Regions from separate parts of the Mus musculus genome. Here all the other regions are linked to region 2. Evidence: chromatin contacts called from public HiChIP or PLAC-seq data. All regions are on one chromosome and are shown on one strand. The core of a region is the stretch at or near the end of the contact, and the rest is flanking DNA. Distances in the headings are between cores, read along the strand shown. Region 1 has its middle 41 kb from the start of Tfrc. Region 2 holds the start of Tnk2 (tyrosine kinase, non-receptor, 2). Region 3 has its middle 15 kb from the start of Gm34766. Region 4 has its middle 42 kb from the start of Zdhhc19.

Region 1 (3,422 bases), core at 517-3,016, 77 kb after region 2:
GGCGCTGGCTTCCACAGTGCCTACCTAGTAAACAAGCAATGTGCGCAGGTGCTGGAGTAATTTCGTGCCAAGTCACTGCCCATCCCGGGGTGTAGGAGTGGGGTGATGAGTGAGCAGCTAATCAGGAGCTGACACGTCACACAGAGGGGTATTTAAGCAGCTCCATTTTCCGGGTTAAAGCTTTGCCATAGAAGGATCTGGTTGTCCGAGTGTGCTTTGCTGGCGAAACGTTACAAGGACAGCCACTGGTTTAGCAGAAGCTTAGAGCACCAAGTCCAAATTCCCCTGCTTGACCTTCCAGATCTTTCTTTCCATCTGACCCAGGCATGCTTATCCTTACTCCTGAGAAGAGAGGAGAGGCCATAGAGAGCTTCCCTAACGTTCCATCTGATCCCATGAGAGATGGCAAGGAACTTGCTTAAGTCATAAGACTAATAATGGCAGCAGGGAGACTTCCCTGACTTCTAGAGCAAACTCGTGTGTGGGGAGGGGCAAAGCTGGTAAATCCTGCCCCTTAGGAAAACATTGCCAGTGCAGAGAATTATCAGGAACAAATGGACAGCTCCTCCCCTGGCTCACTGAGGGTTTAGCACATCTCAGCACCTCAGAACTGGGTGCTGACGGTTAGTCACCCCACAGCCAGCCTCATGACCGGCTCTGGTGGGGGCAGCTGGCCTTCTGGGGAAAACTGGTGCTGGCTGTAAGCCACAGGGACTTGGAGAGGATCACGTGGATGGAGGGCAAAGCCGGAGGCTCCACAGATTGACCCCCTAGCTCCCTGCTGTCGGTCACCCTGGGATAAGGCCAGGGTCTCCCAGGTGGAATGTCACCATCCTATGGAAAGCAGGGGATGGGGAAGACAGGCCACAGGAGGACAGAGGGCTTCTGGCTGCAAAGGTGCTAAAGCCCTCTCCTTGTGGAAATGAAGAGCAAAGGTTGTTCTTTCAATGGCCTGTTCTAGAGTTTCCTAAACGTCCACACTGGACAGAATCCCCCCAACGAGCTTGCTAGAATAATGATTCTGCTTCAGCAGGTTTTGGTGGGGCCTCAATTCAGCTTCCTAACCATCTCCCATGTGACAGCTCCTGCTGGCCTAAGGACTATATTTTTGAGCAAAAGTGTATGTAGCTTCCAATAGGAGAACGGCCTAAAAGCAGAGGCCCGGTCAGACAGGATAGGGCTCCTGTCCACCAAGATGGCTGGGGCTGGCAGTGATAGCTCCCACTATTCTGTGCCTGGGACATTCATTCATTTAATTCTATGACTATCGTGTGTGTGTGTGTGTGTGTGTGTGTGTGTGTGTGTGTGTGTGTGTGTGTTGGAACCCAGGGCATCCCACAAAGCTGAGGCTGGAGTGTGCAGTCTTGGCTCAGTGGTAACAAGTCTGTAAAATTCTTATTGCAAAAATTCTTTCTCATTATGTTGATCTCTCTTGCCTCTGTGGCCCACAAAATATCCCTTACTTCCAACAGCTTCAAAGCTGTATTTATTTATTCTAAATAAGAGTTTAGTTTCTTGGGAATTTTGGAAGAGTGTTACAAGGTATTAAGAATTTAAGGAATTTTATCTCTAACTTCCTCACTCTGGGGACAGGTCCTACTGAGGAGCTTCGAATGCTGTTGGCTCTTTCATTTCCCCCTCTAGAGGCTGTGTTAGCCAGGTAGGCCCAGGGATTTTTGCTTTCTTCAGTCTGTTGTAGCATCTGAGGTCCTGAGAGGAGCTGTGCATTGAGTCCCTGAATCAACATATCCGGTCTCCCTTTCACTCTGTGACCTGACTTCAGACCTCCTGGGGCCTCAGCTTCCTTCTGTAATGGAAGGGTGTGCTCTCGGCCTTTTCTGTATAGCTCGTGGCTTCCTCTGTTTGGCTGTCCTGCTAAACAAGGAGTCCCCAGAGAAGGCTCAAATCAAGCTAGGGTATGCTTGTTGAGCAAGTCTTGCTACTGATTCAGCTCTCCTCTTGTCGAGTCTGGGTCTCTCTCTCTCTCTGGTTGTATGTTTATATATCTGTATATGAGCACATGTTCATATGTATGTGAATGCACATGTGCACATGTGTGTGGAGGTCAGAGAACAACCTGAGATATTGTGATCCTCAGATTGTCACGGGGCAAAGACCACTCAACAAAACCAGAGTCCCAATTTGAGAGTCTTTACAAAGCAAAAATCAGTTAGCTGGGGCGTTTCGACCTCAAGTCCCTGGGACAAAGTTGGATAAATTTCTAAGTGACATTCCCATGGGAGGAGGTGTGAGTGGGATGGTGGTTGGGGGAGGGTCACCTCTGAGTCAGCCTTGGATGGCTGCAGCTGGGACAAGACGGAGGAACCTGGGTGACCTGGTCACATTCTCCACTGGGTCTTAGGAAAATGAGTCAAATCTCAGACTCATCCTGCTTTAAAGAGTGAGGCTGGTCCTAAGAGCCATCGACTTGACTGAACTCACCCTTGGTTTTACATAACTGGGCATACGGTAAAGATGCAAGGTCCAACCTTAATCCAATGAGAATGAGTACGAGAGGCCCAGCCAGTGCTGATAGCTGAGTAGTTACCCTGAGGGACCAAGAGAACCAAGGCTGGGACTAATGATCTGATTTATGTCTGTCTTTTTTATTTTTGATTGATTGATTTACTTTATGTATGTGAGTACATTGTCGTTGTCTTCAGACACACCAGAAGAGGACATCAGATCCCATTACGGATGGTTGTGAGCCACCATGTGGCTGCTGGGAATTGAACTCAGGACCTCTGGAAGAGCAGTGAGTGCTCATAACCACTGAGCCATCTCTCCAGCCCCATCTGTCTTTTTTTTTTTTAAACTGAGATTTTCCCTAACCATGGCAAAGTCTTCATTAATTACTCCTGATCAGTTGGCATAGAAAGAGCAGGTTTTGCCTGAAGCCACCCATGGCACCCTATTTCCTAAGGAGTAAATCAAGAGGGAAGACGGGGATGGGGGTCCTTTAGTTTTCTAACATTGGGAAGTGGGAGTTGGGTTTTTGTTTGTTTGTTGTTTTGGGGATTTTTTTTTGTTTTGTTTTGGCTTTCAAGACAGGGTTTCTCTGTGTAGCCTTGGCTGTCCTGGAACTCACTCTGTAGACCAGGCTGGCCTCAAACTCAGAAATCTGCCTGCCTCTGCCTCTCAAGTGCTGTGATTAAAGGCATGCACTGCCGCTGCCGCCGCCGCAACCACCACCCAGCTAGCCACAAGAGTTTTAAGTAAAGTCAGTTTTACAGAAGGGAGAATTGGTCATGGTCTTGGCCCATGTATGAGATCCTTGTTAGGGTACAAAAGTCTGAGGACAGGGATGGAGTGTTGGTCAGAGAAACGGAGATCTGGGATTTCCAATTATACAAGTCACTAGTTGAGAAAGGAGTGTATACCATAAAGAGGAGTGAATCTGAGGGCTTGCTCAGTGGGAGAAG
Region 2 (3,267 bases), core at 14-2,513:
GGTTCATATGCCAACAAGAAATCAAATCTACCCATTGGCCTGCAGGCTCCACCTCTAGGCGGCGCCAAGAAGGAGCCACGGTCGCGGGGAGGTGAGGAGGTCTTAATAGGATACCACAGGCTTCTCTATTTGCCAGCTTCTAGAGTGAGGTCAAGGCATGGGTAGCAGCCGCTGGTACAACCTCCCTTCCCATTCCATTCAGAAATGAAGACCTCACCAGTTGCTCTCTGCAGTTCTACCCATCCTTGGCTTTGGGCCCACAGCATAATCAACCGTGACAAAACCGTGTGGCAAGGCGCAGGCCAGGCTCGTGCCCAAGTCACTACTGGCTGCCACACTCACGTGATCAACAGGACTACAAGATAAGGCACAGCGGCTAATGCAACACTATCCATTTTCCCTTTCGGGAGGACTTGAGGCCGGTGATGCAGGTTGCACAACAGCTTGCACAGAGACACACCTACCTCCACCAGCAGATAGGTGAAGGGGATGACTTAGTCCCTGGGGCTATCCTGCCTTCTCTTCCCTCTGCCTATACCAGGCAGCCACTCAAATGGTTCCACATCCAGTCTAGACTTGAAAGCGGTGACTACTCCACTACAGCAGCTGCTACTTACAATTATATGTGGTGGGTGCTTGCGTGTGTGTGTGCGCGTGCGTGCGTACGTGTGTGTATGTGTGTGTTCGTGAGGGGTGATGCCCAGGTTGGTCAACTAGAGAGGACAAGGGATGTTTGGAACCCATTCTCCGATGCTTCTAATCATATCAACTCCGATAACAATATTGGCCATCCGTACCTGAGTTTCCAGCTGTCCCCAGGCAGACACTGCTTCGAGGATGCTCAGACTTGAGGTAGCAGAAAGGATCTTGCAGGCCAGTGCCTACCCTCCAGCAATATCTTCCAAAGGTCAGGTTCACAGCGCTCTTCTGCTCCCCAATCCCCTACATCTTCCTGCATTACTCTTGGCACTAGAGCAACCCTGATGCCAGCAAGGAAGGCAGCTTGCCGATTACCACCTCCTTCGCCGTCTGCGCCTGCGGGTCCTGTGTCCCTCTTGGAATCCCTCTCCCCCTGAGGACCCTTTACCGTTCAGATACGTCTCCTGAACAGCCCACACTACCTGGCCCTCTTGCACCCCGGGCAGCCAATTTGCTTCCTGCACCCCCAGGCGCCCCTCTCCTTCAGGCCCTCGGGGCCCTACAGGCCTGGCTCTCCCCAGCAGCTCGAGTCTGTCCCCACTCGCTAGGGATGCTCCAAGGACCACCGCCTCCCCGCCCAGATGCCTGCAGCTCTCCCAGCTGCGCTCGTCCGAACTTTCGAGCTCCTCCGTGCGCGGGCAGGGGCCGTGAGCCAACTCGGGCAGCTCCTCTGGCTGCCGCAGAAGCCTGCGTGGGCTGCCCTCCCCGCGCTCCTGCACCCCGGCACGGGCCTCGCCGCGCTCCTGCACTGCGGGGCCGCCTCCCCCCTTCTCCTGCTGCTGCCTGCGGGGCCCCAGGCCCTCCTCCTGCGCCACCGGCCCGCCGGCCGAACCCGTCCAGCGCGCCCGGCGCCTCCAGTCCGCGGCGTCGGGCGGCCCCCACACCACCCCCAGACTAGGCTCGTGACCGCGGCCGCCCCGCTCCTGCACCCCCAGCCCCACGCCGCCCTCCTCCTGCACGGCCGGACCCACCCCGCCCTGCTCCTCCACGCCGAGCTTCAGCCCGCGAAGAAGCTGCGGGCCCCAGCTGAGCCGCCCGACGCGCGCCGGCTGCTGCTCCGGCAGCGCGGGGCTCAGCCCGCCGCGCTCCTCCTGCGCCCCCCGCCGCCGACCCCCCGCGCCCGCCGCGCCGCGCACGCGCCTGCCCCCCAGAGGCCGCGCGCTCCCGCCCCTCCAGATGGTGCTGCCCTGCGCGCCCCCGCCCCGCGGCTTCCGCCTCGGCCCCAAGCGGGCCCGGCGTCCCGCCCTCGCCGCCCACACTCGACCTCGGCCACCCCGGCGCCGCGCCGCAGGTGCTGCGGCCCCGCGAGCCGGCGGCCCTCCAGCCGGGTTCTCAGAGCCCGCGCGCGCCTGCGCCGCCCTAGGGGGTGGGGCCCGCTGGGGTCGCTCCGCCTTCTTAAAGGGCCCTGGTCCATACACACACACACACACACACACACACACACTCAAAAAAAAAAAAAATGAAGTTCAAAATTAGGAGGTTTCATCGATTAATAAATTCAAGTGAGAACAAGTCCTGGAATAAGAGTCTGAATTTAGCCAGTACTTGGGAGGTAGAGCAGACAGATTTCTGAGTTCGAGGCCAGCCTGGTCTTCAAAGTGAGTTCCAGGACAGCCAGGGATACCCAGAGAAACCCTGTCTCACAGCCAGGGATACACAGAGAAACCCTGTCTCGGAAAAAAAAAAAAAAAAAAAAAAAAAAAAGTTACAGGAGCTCACCCCAGGCAGTCAAGGTCAAATGTAACATAGCTTAGCTAGAGAAAGGAAAGGAAGGAAGGAAGGAAGGAAGGAAGGAAGGAAGAAAGAAAGAAAGAAAGAAAGAAAGAAAGAAAGAAAGAAAGAAAGGAAGGAAGGAAGGGAATAAGAAAGAAGGAAGAGAGAGAGAAGAAGAAGAAGAAGAAGAAGAAGAAGAAGAAGAAGAAGAAGAAGAAGAAGAAGAAGAAGAAGAAGAAAGAAAGAAAGAAAGAAAGAAAGAAAGAAAGAAAGAAAGAAAGAAAGAAAGAAAGAAAGAAAGAAAGATAGGAAGAAAGGAAAAGATGCTGGCCCTGGATGAGGAAGACTTCTTTCTGCTCATTTACCACACCAGACTTATAAAAGCTCCTTTTTGTCAGATGGAGGCACACATCTTTAATCCCAGCACTGGGGAAGCAGAGGCGGGCAGATTTCTGAGGTCCAGGCCAGCCTGGTCTACAAAGTGAGTTCCAGGACAGCCAGGGCTACACAGAGAGACCCTGTCTCTAATTAATCAATTAATTGATTAATAAGAGTGCTTTTGTGTTTTGTGCACTTAGTCATCTTGGGGGACAGTAGCCCCTCCACTCGTCTCCTGGGGGTAAACATTTTAATAAACTTGATTTTTTTCCCCCCTTCAACCCTTGACTTCTGAGTCTCGTTGGGACCAAAGGTTGTGGCCAGAGGGGTGAGCAGATAGGACGGCCACATAAGCCACCCAGAGCCTAAGCTTGGCAGATTTGGGTCACGGTGGCTTGCTCTGTAAGGTGAGCAGAGAAACGTGCTGAATCACTTCATACAGCCCATTCTCTTGCCTGGGAGCAGAGGAGTGAATAT
Region 3 (3,469 bases), core at 11-2,510, 69 kb before region 2:
CTCCCGGACGCAGCACTTCAGTTCACCCCTCCCCCAATCCACTGACCCTCTACTCCCCTCTGCAACTCCATGACTAACTTCTGACACCCAGTTCTGAGCCCCCATCCCCCCACACCCCCACACCCCGCTTTCTACTACTGCCTCTTCTCCAGATACCGTTCTAGCTACCCAATCTGTTAAAACATGAATTCCCACCCCGGGGCCACCATACCCATCCATTCTTCCCCCACCAATGAACCGCCAGCTCTGCACATCTACCCAAGGAAAGGCCCAGGCCCTCTAGCCTGGGGAGATTCTAACCGAAAGGGTGAGGGTGCCTTTCATAACTAGCTACGCTGTCTATAAGGGCTGGCGAGCACCAGCTTCCTCCATCCCCGAGAGCCTGAGACTGAGGAGCCAGCAGCCTCTGCGCCTCAGGGCACTGCCTGCCTCCAGCTCCTCATGGTCCTCCAGAGGGTACCTTGAGGCCACACAAGTCTCTGTCTCCATAGTGGTCCGCACCTGAAGGCAGCCAAAGTCTCCTGAAGGGCAATAGCTTAAGCCACCTCCTGCTTGGTGACAGAATAAAACATAACTATCCAGCTGAGGGAACGGTCACAAACTCCAGGCCAACCTCCTTCTTATCCTCATTATCTTACTTTTTCATAGTTTTAATTTTTTTTCTTTCTTCTAAAAGTTTATATTCTGTGTGTGCGTGCACATGCCTGTATGCGCACACACATACACACACATGCACACTGTGTGGGTGCACCCTCACCGTCCTCCTTATTTATGACAGTCTCTCTGTTGTTTTTCTGACATATACACCAGGCTAGCTGGCCCTCAAGCTCCTGGTAATCCCCCTGTCTCTAACCCCTGTTTTACTATAAGAGCACTGGGATTTATGTCTGTTCTTAGATTCAGGGGATCCAAACTCAGGTTCTCGGGCTTGTGCAGCAAATCCTTTGCCATCCAACCCCAGCATTGGCCATCATTGAAAGTGGACACACACACACACACACACGCACACGCACACACGTACACGCACACCCCACAAGAACTATGTATTCTCTACTATAATTAGCATTTCAGTACATTACCTTTCTCGAACTCTAAAAGCTCAGTAATGAAAATAGTACACCCCAGATCCAAAATAGGCACAGATCAGTGGAACAGAGTAAGGAGCTGAGAAATAAACTGATTTTCCACAGAGATGCTGAGAACAGGGTGCAAAGGAGAGTCTCTTCCACAAATGTGCTGAGAGCTCTGGATTGTCTTAGGCAGGAGAATGAAGGCGCCCTCTCTTCTCACACCATGTACCTCATCTCAGGGTGGATTAAAGGCTGAAATCCTAGACCTGAAGCCACAAAACTACTAGACGAAAACATGACGAGATTTCTGACATCGATCTGGGCCATGTTTTTGTTTTGTTTTGTTTTTTGTTTTTTGGTTTTTTTTTTGGGGGGGGTGGCCATGATCCCAAGAACAAAGTGAATGAAAGCGAAAGAGAACAAGAGAGATTGTACAGTCACCTAAAAACCCCTGCACAGCAAAGCAAATAGCACAGGCAAGGCATCCCTGTGCACGGAGGGAAAAGAGCTGTGGGCTCCATACCCAATAAGGCTTCTTTGCAAACACCTCTACAGACGCCAAATGACTTAATCATGAAAACAAATACCCTGATTTAAAAATAGACAGAGGATCTGGGCAGGCGTTCTCAGAGGTATGATTAGGAATAGCCAAAGGGCATTTAGAAATTGGCTCAACACCAATAATAGCCGGAGAATAAACATTAAAGCCACAGAGAATGAAGGTCTCATACACATCAGAACAGCTATTATCAACGAAAAGAAAGGTAAGCGGTGGTGAGAATGGAGAGAAAATGGAACCCTCGAGCGTGCTCAGGAGGGATGAGAATTAGCCATCCTGAAGAACGATGCAGAGATTCCTCAAGAAACTAAAATCGCAACAACCACCGGATTCAGCAATCTCATTTCAGGTGGGTGTTTATCCAAAGGATGTCAGACTGGTATGTTGAAGAGACATCTACACTCAGCGTACGCCACAGCCAAGAGATGGCAGCGACCTTGTGTCCCTTAACAGTGGACAGTTGGATAAACATACAGGGCGTGGGTACAGAAGATGAGGTGCATATGAAAAGAACATACTAATCAGCTGGACAAACATGACGTCCTGTCATCTGCTGCACCGTGGATGAACCTGGAGAATGCCGTGTTAAGTGATAAAAAGTTGCCCACAGAAAAACAAACTCACTCTTATGCAGGCTCTAAAATCATCAAATGTGTACAAGCCCACAGTCAAATGGTAGGCGCTAAAGGCTCAACTTGACCAGGTTAAGGAGGCGTTGACCAAAGGACACGAAATTTCAGTGAAATTGGAGAACTAAGTTCAAGAGAGTTGTGTGTGTGTGTATATATATATATATATATATATATATATATATATATCACAATGACCACAACATGCTTAAAGCAGCTTAGTAGCAGCATGCTATAAGTTTGAAAATTGTTAAGACAATACATTTAAATATTCTCTCTACAAAGAATTATAAAACATGAAGTAATATGCATCACAATGTAGCCATTCCGTGGTACCCATGTCTACTAAAACATTGAGTTTTTTGTGTAAGTCTAAGTGATTTTGTCAGTGACAGAATATTGCTGGATATGGTGGGACCCAACTTTAATCTCACCATCTAGGAGGCAGAGGTCGGCAAATCTCTGTGAGCTCCAGGAGAGCCAGGGATACAGTGAGACACTGTCTCAAAAAAATAAAAATTAAACAAAGTTATATCATTCCTAGGTATGTCTTCAAAGAATTCTATAACCTGCATATTCATATTCACTGATGTTTCATTCATAACAATTAGAAAACGGAAACAGCCCAGATGTCTATCAGTGGGTGCATAGATGTGGGTTAAAAGATGGCCCAGGACCGCTTGGGGCTTGGGCCGCTCGGCAAGGCAGGACAAGGGAAGTCTTGACTGCTCGTTCCCCATGGCGTCACAGGATGGGCGTTGGACTGTGAGAAGCCGAGGAACCCTGTTCCAGAGCTGCGGAAGCACAATCTAAGGTCCTGGGGGATTGCTGGATTTGCCTCGGGGGGGGGGGGGGGGCCAGGGATGGCAGGTTCTCAGACTCTTGGGCACCACAGATGCCGCTGGATGCCACAGAAGAGCTGAGAAAGGAGTGGGGACCCGCAGTCTGGCTCTAGCCCAGGGCCCAAGGGGAAAGGGGGGAGGAGAGCTCTGGCTGGGTCCCTTGGGGAGGAGCATCCTTGGCGGGGGCGGCTTAGCTTGGTGGAGTCCATCCATGGCTCAGAGCACAGTGAGGCCTCCTGAGGGAGATTAGATGCAGCTCTTTCGAGAAAGGCCTGCTCCATTGCTTCAGATCTCCATGAGAAGAGACAGTCCATAGTTTTAAGACATTATTGTCATGGGGGGGGGGAGTTGATAAGTAAAAAATGAACC
Region 4 (3,444 bases), core at 477-2,976, 110 kb after region 2:
CAGTGAGACCCTGACTCAAAAACAAACAAACAAGCAAAAAGAACAGAACAGCAAAAAGGGCAGCTCCTGCTGGAGATCCCAGCATGTAAGTGGGGAGAGAGGGTAAGAGGGTTGGAGCTGTCGGTCCTCTAACTATGCATCAAGTTTGAAACCTAGCCTTGGTTACTCAAGGCAGTCTCAAAAAAAAGCTATATCTATCTATCTATCTATCTATCTATCTATCTATCTATCTATCTATCTGTCTGTCTGTCTGTCTGTCTGTCTGTCTGTCTGTCTGTGATATATAATGAGAGAAATATCAGCTCAATAATTCTTTGTAAGTCCCTCCTGTCACTATTTTTACTGTGCTTAGTTTACTTAGAAGATAACTTAAAAGCAAAAAGTTACATCTTTCACTCTAAGCAGTAGCACCCCACCCCACCCCACCCCATCTTACTCCTTCTCAAAGCTCTAAGAATTATTTAGATTTTTAAAAACAAAAATCAATATCCATTGAAACAGGGAACTCTTCAGTTCAGTGCAGGGTTTTGTTTTGTTTTAGGGGGTGGGGGAATTTAGAGACTGGGTTTCTCTGTGTAGGCTATTGTGTTTTATAAGAAAGAGAGAGAGAGAGAGAGAGAGAGAGAACCAGGATAGTTTGGTAGAGGTGGAAGGGGGCACCTCTGCAGGATGCCATGATAAGGCATCCCTCCTTCTCCTCTCCCCGCAGCCCCAGGTACCAGCCACGGATATAATATGGAAGAGTTTATTTAGGGCATGGGGAGGGGAGTTGAGGAGGGAGTAGAGACAGAAAAAGGCAGGGTGAGGGAGAAAGAGGGAGGGAGGGAGGGAGGGAGGGAGGGAGGGAGGGAGGGAGGGAGGGAGAGAGAGAGGAAGGGAAGGAGGAAGGGAGTTTGGGGAGAGAAAAGACAGAGAGGGTAAGAGAGCAAGAAAGAGAGAGAAAAGGAGGCAAGGAGCCCCTTTTATAGTGAGTTAAGCTTCCTGACTGTTGCTAGGTAACCGTGGGGCGGAGCCTAGAAGGAATGCTAACACTGGTGGTCCTGAAACTCACTCTGTAGACCAGACTCAAATTCCTAAGATTACCTACCTCTACCTCCTGAAGGCTGGAATTAAAGGCTGGCATTTCATTTTCATTCCAAGTGAAAAAGATTTTTGTGAGAACTCTCATATTAACTTCTCCAAGAGTAGGATAATAACTTAGCTTAGGTTTGACTTTTATCCTGACTCCATTTTGATTTTTAATTTGCTCTGTTGGTTTGATGTTCAGGCTTCGACCTTAAAAAAACCTTTCTGCCCCCTTATTTACACATAAATGTACTCAAAGCAGCATGTGAGTGCTTTTACCTAAATGGAATCATTTAATACATTTTTTTTATGCTCCATTCCCCAACATCAAATATTTGGTTTGTCTGTTTGTTCACAGATCACACCACTCAATGTGCCATGCACAGTTTATGCTTCCCTTGTTGATGGTCTGGACCCCAGCTCCTCCTCACATGACCCTCAGAGACAGGCTCTGCGGAGGAGTCCGTCCAGCTTCCAGGAAGCCTCCTGGGTTGGCTCACTTTGAAGCTGGGCCACCCACAGACCCTCACAGCTTGGATTCAAGATCAAGGACTCCCCCACCCTACAAAAGCCTGAGGGGCAGGAAGGACCCAGCAGAGCCCAGGACCTTGCTGAGGCCATGGTTCCACCCTGCTGGGTAAGCTCTACAAAGTTCTGCTGGCCAGGGGGCCCACCAGTAAAGAAGATAAAAGGAGAGGTAAGGTAAACACAGTGAGTAGGCTAAAGGCTGCAGCAGAACAAAGGGGCTACAGATACAAATATAAGAAGAGATTAAGCCCTTGCTTGATCTAAAATTAGGACTCTTGAGGAACAAGGTCTCAAGCTGGAGGCAGATGGTCCTCTAGGAGAGCAGCCCCTCTTCTAAGATTCCTTCTTCGTGCTTGATGGCTAGGGCTCTTGAGCTACAGTCCCTGTTAGGAACTCCTTCAGTTGGAATTTGGTTATCCAGTCAACTCTTAAGAGGAAAAAACACTTCACGAGTTAGGGAGAAAGGCCTTAGTACTATACCAGCATGCTTGGGCTTTTCTGTGCTGGAAACATCTCTCCCACGCCCTGATACTCAGTTACTAATGATTTTCTACCTGGCTTGTAAACTAATTCACTTAGCATTTAGGAAATAGCATCACACTTAGAAACTCTTCGTGGCCTTCCTCATTACCTAAGAATTTGAACTATACACTAGGGCCACTGAGAAAATCTGAGCTGATTAAAACTTCATTAGTATTTATTGATAAACAGTTTGTTTGTTTGTTTATCTTTTTATTTTATTTTATTTTATTTTATTTTGAATATATGAATATTTTGCCTGGATGTATGTATATGCACCATGTGTATACCTTGTACCACAGACGTCAGAAGAGGGCATCAGATCTCTGGGATCAGATGATTGTGCTGAAGGAAGATAAAATATTGTAACTTGTGAGTTTAGGAGCCCACAGCCCGGCCTGGGACCAAGAACAAAGCAGAACAGCCCCCAGGCATGCCAGGGCAGGGCTGTTGTTAAGGCATTCCTAAGAACATCTTGACTGTAAAGATACAAGGACCAGCAGGGCTATATTATCTAAGAATCTCCCCTCTGTCTATTGCCCCTTGGTGCCGGGTAAAGTCATACATCAACTGGTTGCTATGTGAACAAAGATAAGCCCCCCAGTCCACAGGAAGAAAGTCCTGATGCCCTATGTTCTTTCTGTTAATGTTTGAATAAGCCAATAGTGTGTCGCTGTGCTGAATTCCACATCCCTAAGCCCCTTACCCCATAAAAACCCCTAGCTTTCAAGCCTCGTGGCCAACATCCGTTATCTCCTGTGTGGGATACATGTCGGTCTGGAGCTCCGTAATTAAACGTCCTCATGTAATTACATCAAGATGGTAGTCTGTTCGTGATTCTTGGGTGCACACCGAATCGGGAGTTGAGTGGGGGTTTCCCCACTAGGTTCTATCAGAGCCACCATGTTGGTGCTGGGAATTGAACTCAGGTCCTCTGCAAGAACAAGAGTGTTGGCAACTGGTTCTAATGCTTTAATTGGGAATCTGTGAGTCTAATGCTGAAGGTCCTTGTCTTCAACTAATTGAGGGTTTTTTTTTTTCCAAGAAAATACTCAATTATCTTTTGCCTACTAGACAATCTGATGGGGACATTTTCTCAGCTGAAGTTTCCTTTTTCAGTTTGACTCCTGTTAGACTGTATTTGACAAAAAAACAAAGAAAGAACGAAAGAAAGAAAGAAAGAAAGAAAGAAAGAAAGCTTAGCAGTTTCTTAAACCACTGTCTCAACATTCTTTTAAAAAGTTTATAGCATATATATGTATATGTATACACACACACACACACACACATGTATATAGTGGGGTTGCAAGCATGTTTTAGTATGTTTGTTGA

The links. HiChIP or PLAC-seq counts read pairs in DNA pulled down with a chosen protein or histone mark.
Region 1: a contact with region 2 is called in an H3K27ac HiChIP or PLAC-seq map of embryonic stem cells, with 9 read pairs. The contact joins the enhancer-like site here to the promoter of Tnk2 in region 2. A contact is called at or near these places in 4 of 115 datasets of contacts at active chromatin or transcription factors (CD8 T cells and embryonic stem cells) and 1 of 9 other capture datasets (adipose tissue).
Region 3: an HNF4G HiChIP or PLAC-seq map of pancreatic cancer cells shows a contact between it and region 2. The contact joins the enhancer-like site here to the promoter of Tnk2 in region 2. A contact is called at or near these places in 3 of 39 promoter capture datasets (embryonic stem cells, maxillary cranial neural crest and second pharyngeal arch cranial neural crest), 2 of 15 datasets of contacts at CTCF or cohesin (CD8 T cells and the NIH/3T3 cell line), 3 of 115 datasets of contacts at active chromatin or transcription factors (embryonic stem cells and pancreatic cancer cells) and 2 of 9 other capture datasets (adipose tissue and liver).
Region 4: a contact with region 2 is called in an H3K27ac HiChIP or PLAC-seq map of embryonic stem cells, with 7 read pairs. The contact joins the enhancer-like site here to the promoter of Tnk2 in region 2. A contact is called at or near these places in 2 of 484 Hi-C or Micro-C datasets (bone marrow-derived macrophages and trophoblast stem cells), 3 of 115 datasets of contacts at active chromatin or transcription factors (embryonic stem cells and stem cell-derived neural progenitor cells) and 3 of 9 other capture datasets (adipose tissue, liver and pancreatic islet).

Annotation. Positions count from the first base shown.
Region 1 is chr16:32,565,810-32,569,231 of GRCm38.p6, reverse strand. No RefSeq gene overlaps it. Among named protein-coding and RNA genes, the nearest start is that of Tfrc, 41 kb to the left of the region's middle. Within about 2 kb of position 1,766, at least 19 of the 459 cell types and tissues checked have an H3K27ac peak or open chromatin away from gene starts, as enhancers often do. A contact at or near this core is called in embryonic stem cells, where this site is marked.
Region 2 is chr16:32,642,639-32,645,905 of GRCm38.p6, reverse strand. Tnk2 (tyrosine kinase, non-receptor, 2) reads right to left here and starts at 1,263. Exons shown (of 16, transcript NM_016788.3): 1 at 798-1,263.
Region 3 is chr16:32,711,927-32,715,395 of GRCm38.p6, reverse strand. No RefSeq gene overlaps it. Among named protein-coding and RNA genes, the nearest start is that of Gm34766, 15 kb to the right of the region's middle. Within about 2 kb of position 1,260, at least 9 of the 459 cell types and tissues checked have an H3K27ac peak or open chromatin away from gene starts, as enhancers often do. A contact at or near this core is called in pancreatic cancer cells, where this site is marked.
Region 4 is chr16:32,536,608-32,540,051 of GRCm38.p6, reverse strand. No RefSeq gene overlaps it. Among named protein-coding and RNA genes, the nearest start is that of Zdhhc19, 42 kb to the right of the region's middle. Within about 2 kb of position 1,726, at least 38 of the 459 cell types and tissues checked have an H3K27ac peak or open chromatin away from gene starts, as enhancers often do. A contact at or near this core is called in embryonic stem cells and pancreatic islet, where this site is marked.